Regions from separate parts of the Zea mays genome. Here region 1 is linked to region 2. Evidence: chromatin contacts called from public Hi-C data. All regions are on one chromosome and are shown on one strand. The core of a region is the stretch at or near the end of the contact, and the rest is flanking DNA. Distances in the headings are between cores, read along the strand shown.

Region 1 (2,700 bases), core at 5-2,504, 380 kb before region 2:
ACGGCGCCCACGTCCAAAGACGACAGCTGGACATTACCAGAAAACCAAGTTCAGATCGGTGCACCCTCCATGCATGCACTTACGTGCTCTTCGCGTTTTGATCGCAAAGCAAAGCAGACTGTTCTGTAGCTGGGACTGGGAGCGCAGAGCACATGGCCTTACGCTGTGGGTAGGAGTTGCAGCGTAAGGCAGGTACGCCGCCTTGGACTGCGCGAAGTCGAGCTCGATGACGCCGCCGGTCACGCTCCCACCGCGGCCGCACATCACGTCTGGGACCAGGCCGACCTCCGACGACGAGCCCTGCTCGACCAAAACCAAAGGAAGATTAGGAATAGAAAAACAATAATCACGAGCACGGTGACAGAACCACTTCACTAAAAAGGCACGCTTACGCTGTGGCCCAGCGACGCCGCCGTGTAGGAGCTGTAGGACGGCTGCTTGGCGGCGACGGCGACGCCGCCACCAAAGTCGAAGTCCACAGCGGCGCCGCAGTTGGATCCATCGTTCGGCACGACGCTGTCGGCGTGCGGGAACCTGGCGAAGTCTTGGGCGAGGAACGGGTCGACCACGTCGTCCGCGAACAGGAGGTCCAGCTTACTGGCGTCGACGACGACCTTGGCCGCGTCGCCGCCGTCCTTCCCTTCCGCGGCAAGGCCGAACAGCAGCGCCGCCTTCTCCGCGGCGGGATCAGCGGCGGCGCCGATGGGCTGCACGGGGACGCGCTCGTGGCGGCGCGCCAGCGGGTTGGCGTCGTGGATGTCGGCGTCGCACGCGGCGCAGAGCGCGGCGGCGTCGGCGCGGCACGTCACGGCGGCCGGCGCGCACTCGCACACCTCGCAGACCCACACCCGCTCGTGCCCCGCCCGCGCGTGCCCCGCGTCGCACCCCCCGCACAGGTACGCGCCGCCCGGGCACGTCCGGCAGTGCGCCGCCGCCGGCGATCCGCCGCACGCCCCGCACCGCCGTCCCCCCAGACCCCAGTACCTCCCCACCAGGGCCTCCATCGAGCGTGACGACGATCTCCTCGGTCGCTCCCAGCCGGCAGCCGTGAAAACCGTGTGGGTGGCACCTACTACCACTGCTTTCTTGCTTGCTTGCTACTAATGGCAGGGATTAGCAGGAAAGCTTGCGAAGCTGGGGCAAGCTGCGACTATTCCTTGCTTTATAGGGGAAGGAAGGAGAAGTGGAGAAGAAGCAGCAGCAGCAGTCGCAGCCGCGCGCGCCCGCTGTCGCGCGGGTGGGCGCGCTTGTCGAAGGCGGAGGCCGGAGGAGAGAGAGAGTAGATAGTACCGGTAGGTGGGGCATGGGCGGCGACGGTGACGTGGGCTTGGGGACACGTGGGCCGTCGCGGGCCAAGCGAAAACACGAGAAATGTTGATCTCGTGGATTTTTGGGTGGCGAGGGCCCACGTGCCGATGCCGGGTCATGGGAGCCGTGGGGCCCGCACGAGCTATCATCCCTGGTCTTGGCCGCCAGTGATTAGTACTAGGTCATTAGGGCATGTACAGTGGTGTTTAATATGGGGGCTCTTAAGGTGTTTTAGGGGGTTATTTGCAAAAAAATCTTAGAGTCGTCTCTCCGTGAAGAGACGCCTCTGGCTCGTAAACCAAGTAACAACAGACGCCTTACTTCCCACTGTACGAGTTTGTCGTCTGTTCTATCGATCTGATGCTATACAAATACATTTAATTCTGTATTTATTAATAAACTACGTTTATAGACACTCCATTGTACAATAGAGTCTCTTAGTTGTCTCCTGTACTTGGAGAACCGTTTTGGTGTCTCTCCACTGTACATGCCCTTAGACGGCAAGGGTCCGGATAATTGCTGTACGGATACGCTGTTTAATCATAGCATCCCTGCCGCTTAATCGCGACTTTAAGCCTAGTAGTTTATTTAAGCTTATGACACGAGCTAATGAACTGATAACCTAGCTAAAATACTTGACCAACGTAATTTGCGTGAGTCTGAGTCCGTAAACGATAAGATCGAGCGGGGAGAAGAAGATATTACGACGTACGAAAGCGGCAACTCTGACGCGACGACAGCATCACCACGCGGTTAACCTCGAGAGAGGCGCTAAGAGACAAGGTCTAGCTTTATGGTGAGCTGTTGACGTGGTCGTTTTGGCCGGCGGCCAGTATGTCAGCTACTAGCCACCGCCCGCGTTGGCAATCAAACCCACTTGGGACTCTGAAACAAAATTCTAGGTGGGACGCCACTATAAAAAAACAAATTATGATAACTAAATCACTAGATAAAAATAGCTTCATAATAATAACGAGATTAAGTGATAGTATTAGGAGCGTTCTAAAATGATATGAATATCAGAAAACCTTTTTAGCCACCCTATGGGAAAAGCGGAGACAGAGGGAAAGGGTTGGCCCAACAAGGGGCGAGGGGAGAGCTCCGGGGTGAAGCGACCGCATCGACGCATCGCTGTGGCAAGTCTGCCTCGAGATGGCGACGATGAGGGGGCAAGATATGAGGGGCAGCGAGGGCAAGCGAAGGTAGGCGGTGACAAGCGACAACATTTGTTGCATTGCAACGACGTGGTGGGACCCTGGTGACTTAGTGAGCGCAAATGGTGGTGGCACCCTGGTGCCAAGGCAAGATCCCACCAATAGCATGTATGTCAGTTGATGCGGACTAGGATGTAAAGTAGTGACACTGTGTGTGGGATCACGACAACGCGATGAA
Region 2 (2,727 bases), core at 113-2,612:
GTAAATTAGATTTAACCTGCAACTTTAGCAATTCAATATAATAACAAGACTGGGAATCAAGCTTAACAGCTTATGCCCTGCTTAGCTCATTACAATTTGATGCTTTTTCATGTGATGTTGAGATCACAAGCAATTTTAGAACCGGAATGCAAAATTACCTTTGGATTAAGTTAGCAGAAACAACTGCAGCTATTATATGATACTTCAGTGGTACTGGTAAAGGTGAAACCACTGGCCTGAACTTCTGATAGGTATGACTGAGATCAGAAGCAGTGACATCCATAAAAAGAGACAGAAAGGCCTGTCATGTTTCCACATCCGGTTTTTGGCTACTCAGATATAAAATTTGGTAGTCACTCCCCCAAAAAAAGTTCAGTCCAAGCATGCCCTAACATTAAGGGGGTGTTTGGTTCCACCCAACTAAAGTTTACTCCCTGTCACACCGAATGTTTGTATGATAATTACGAGTATTAAATATAATCTAATTATAAAACTCATTACATAGATGAAGACTAAAAGACGAGACGAATTTATTAAACCTAATTAAGCCTATTACTCATAATTGATATTTCATGTGACACGAACTAAACTTCAGTCAAGGGAACCAAACAACCTCTGAGGGCTAGTTTGGTGACCAGGGAATTAGAGGCATCCATGGGAGAGGAAACCCCTTCCTATTCAATTTTGAATAGAAAAAGAAAATTCCATGTCAATAAAATCGCACAGCTGATTCCCTTCAAATATACACTGATAAGCCTTCAAAATTACTCTTCCATAATTTCCCCTCTTCCCAGTCGCACAGCTGATTCCATCAAATGTACCAAAATCGGTGTCTACTCCAGTCGCACACCTCACCTAGCTGGAATTCAACCTAGGTGTCTCAACTTTGAACGCCCTCCCTACTACTACAGCAGAAACCCCTCGACGGGGCAGTTGGCCGCGCTCACCCGCCTCCCGCCTCCCGCCGCTTGCTCGTGTCCGGTGTCCCCGCGGCTCCGCCGGTCCCAATCCGGCCTACCTACCAAAGATTCTCCTAGTACCGGAAGTGGTGAGCTTTGGGGTGCAGCACCAACTTGCCGTCGCTTGAAATTTTAGTCGATTTAAGGCGCTTGACAGATAGGAAGCGTGGAAAATAAAAGAACAGACGACGACGCAAAATCACACAAGAGCTGCGAACGGGTCTGTTTGTAAATCGCCTGAAGAGGGGCATTCCGGTGGAAGTCAGAATAGCTTACCGCCATTTGTTTTGAAGAATAGAGCAGTTCTTGTCGTCGCTCGTCGGCGCGGTTCGAGCAGAGGGAGAAAACGCCGCGAATGCCGCGAGGACGAAACGGGAGTAGCTGGCGCGGCGGTCGGGGTTAGGGTTCGGGATAGCCCAAGCGGTGTTTAGGGGGGCGGACTCTCAGAGATCAGAAACGAACCACCACCAGGAAAGTGGTTTGGCCTTTTAGGCCTCAGCCCGTTAGCAACTTTATGGGTCTTAGTGTCGATAAGTATTCTGATTTTTTTTTTATTTTAACATCGTCAAAAGGAACTCATAAATAAGACATTATCCCCATTGACGAGAGGAGTACATTTTGGGACGAAAATAAAATTTCCTACAAAGTAAATTTATATTTTTTTAAAAAAAATGGACTTATATTGTTCCTTTATCCTAGAAAAATATGTAATAATACCTATAAAAGCAACTCCAAAAGTCTTTTTATATCTTTTTGGTTGATAAGAATTGAGATTATGGTGAGAAAAAAATCCTCCTACGATATTCTAAATTAGATCTCTAAATGTTATCACTAGCTATCTAGCTAGCTAAACAGAGAAAACAAGACTGTCCATTCAAAATGCACTAGCAAAGTGTATGTATGTTGTTATGATTCCATTTGTAAGTATAGAATATAAAACACAAAGACATGTGCAATATTGGCTAGATGGGTGTCAACATGGGTTTAGAGCTAGCAACCATGATTCTGAATCTCATTTGTGCATAATTTAAGTTTTTTACCATTTAATGTGGAGGAGCACGACGACCGTGAAAACTGTTGCTTTATATAGTATACAGATTTAAGATACAAATGGTGTTTTTTATTTAAACGACACTCTAAATAAGGAGGAATTCAATATTACAATATTATGTCAACGTTCGAGAAAGGTCATAGCTTGCTAATACGTATTTTAAAGATCTCGGTATAAAAGACTATAGGGTCAGGACCACCACCCCTAGGGCCTCAGGGACCTCTTTTATTGCTGGCAAGGGATGAATGCAACCATGATCAAATATACTATAAGGTCATGTGTAGGTGTTTCGAACCTCGCTCCGACAAGTAAATATATTGTGTGTGTTCCGGACTCTAGAGAGTGTGTGTGGTGGGCGCAAGATTTATACTGGTTTGTATAGAACATCCCTACTTCCAATCATCGACGGCTTGCGCTACAGGCACCATTGATGATCAAAACTCACAATAGGAGTTACAGGTGGGCAAGAGAGGGAGGAGAGGCTCACAAGTCTCTTTATCGGGGGGTGAAAGTGGAGCTTAGAAGTTACATAATGGAGTCGTAGCTAAGTCTTGCCTTGTCGGCTGGACTCCGGTCTCCTGGTCCTCGTCGTCGCTCCTCCTCCTATTCGTCTGTCCATCTGGGGTTCGTTCTTGTGAGTGCATGTCCAAGTGAACTCGACTTCGTCTCCTCGTCCCCTTGCCTAGGGCCAACCCTTCCCTTTTATAGGGTGGGAGA

The links. A called contact is a pair of places that touch in the nucleus more often than the background predicts.
Region 1: a contact with region 2 is called in a Hi-C map of ear, with 3 times the contacts expected there. The contact joins the promoter of LOC103626702 here to the promoter of LOC100285502 in region 2. A contact is called at or near these places in 4 of 25 Hi-C or Micro-C datasets (bundle sheath, ear, endosperm and 1 more).

What each region holds. Positions count from the first base shown.
Region 1 is chr5:91,730,640-91,733,339 of Zm-B73-REFERENCE-NAM-5.0, reverse strand. LOC103626702 (zinc finger protein CONSTANS-LIKE 3) reads right to left here and starts at 1,254. Exons shown (of 3, transcript XM_008647090.2): 1 at 393-1,254; 2 at 163-300; 3 at 1-26. The coding sequence starts at 1,004.
Region 2 is chr5:91,348,117-91,350,843 of Zm-B73-REFERENCE-NAM-5.0, reverse strand. It overlaps LOC100285502 (small nuclear ribonucleoprotein F), which reads right to left and starts at 1,362. Exons shown (of 5, transcript NM_001370715.1): 1 at 1,236-1,362. The coding sequence starts at 1,241.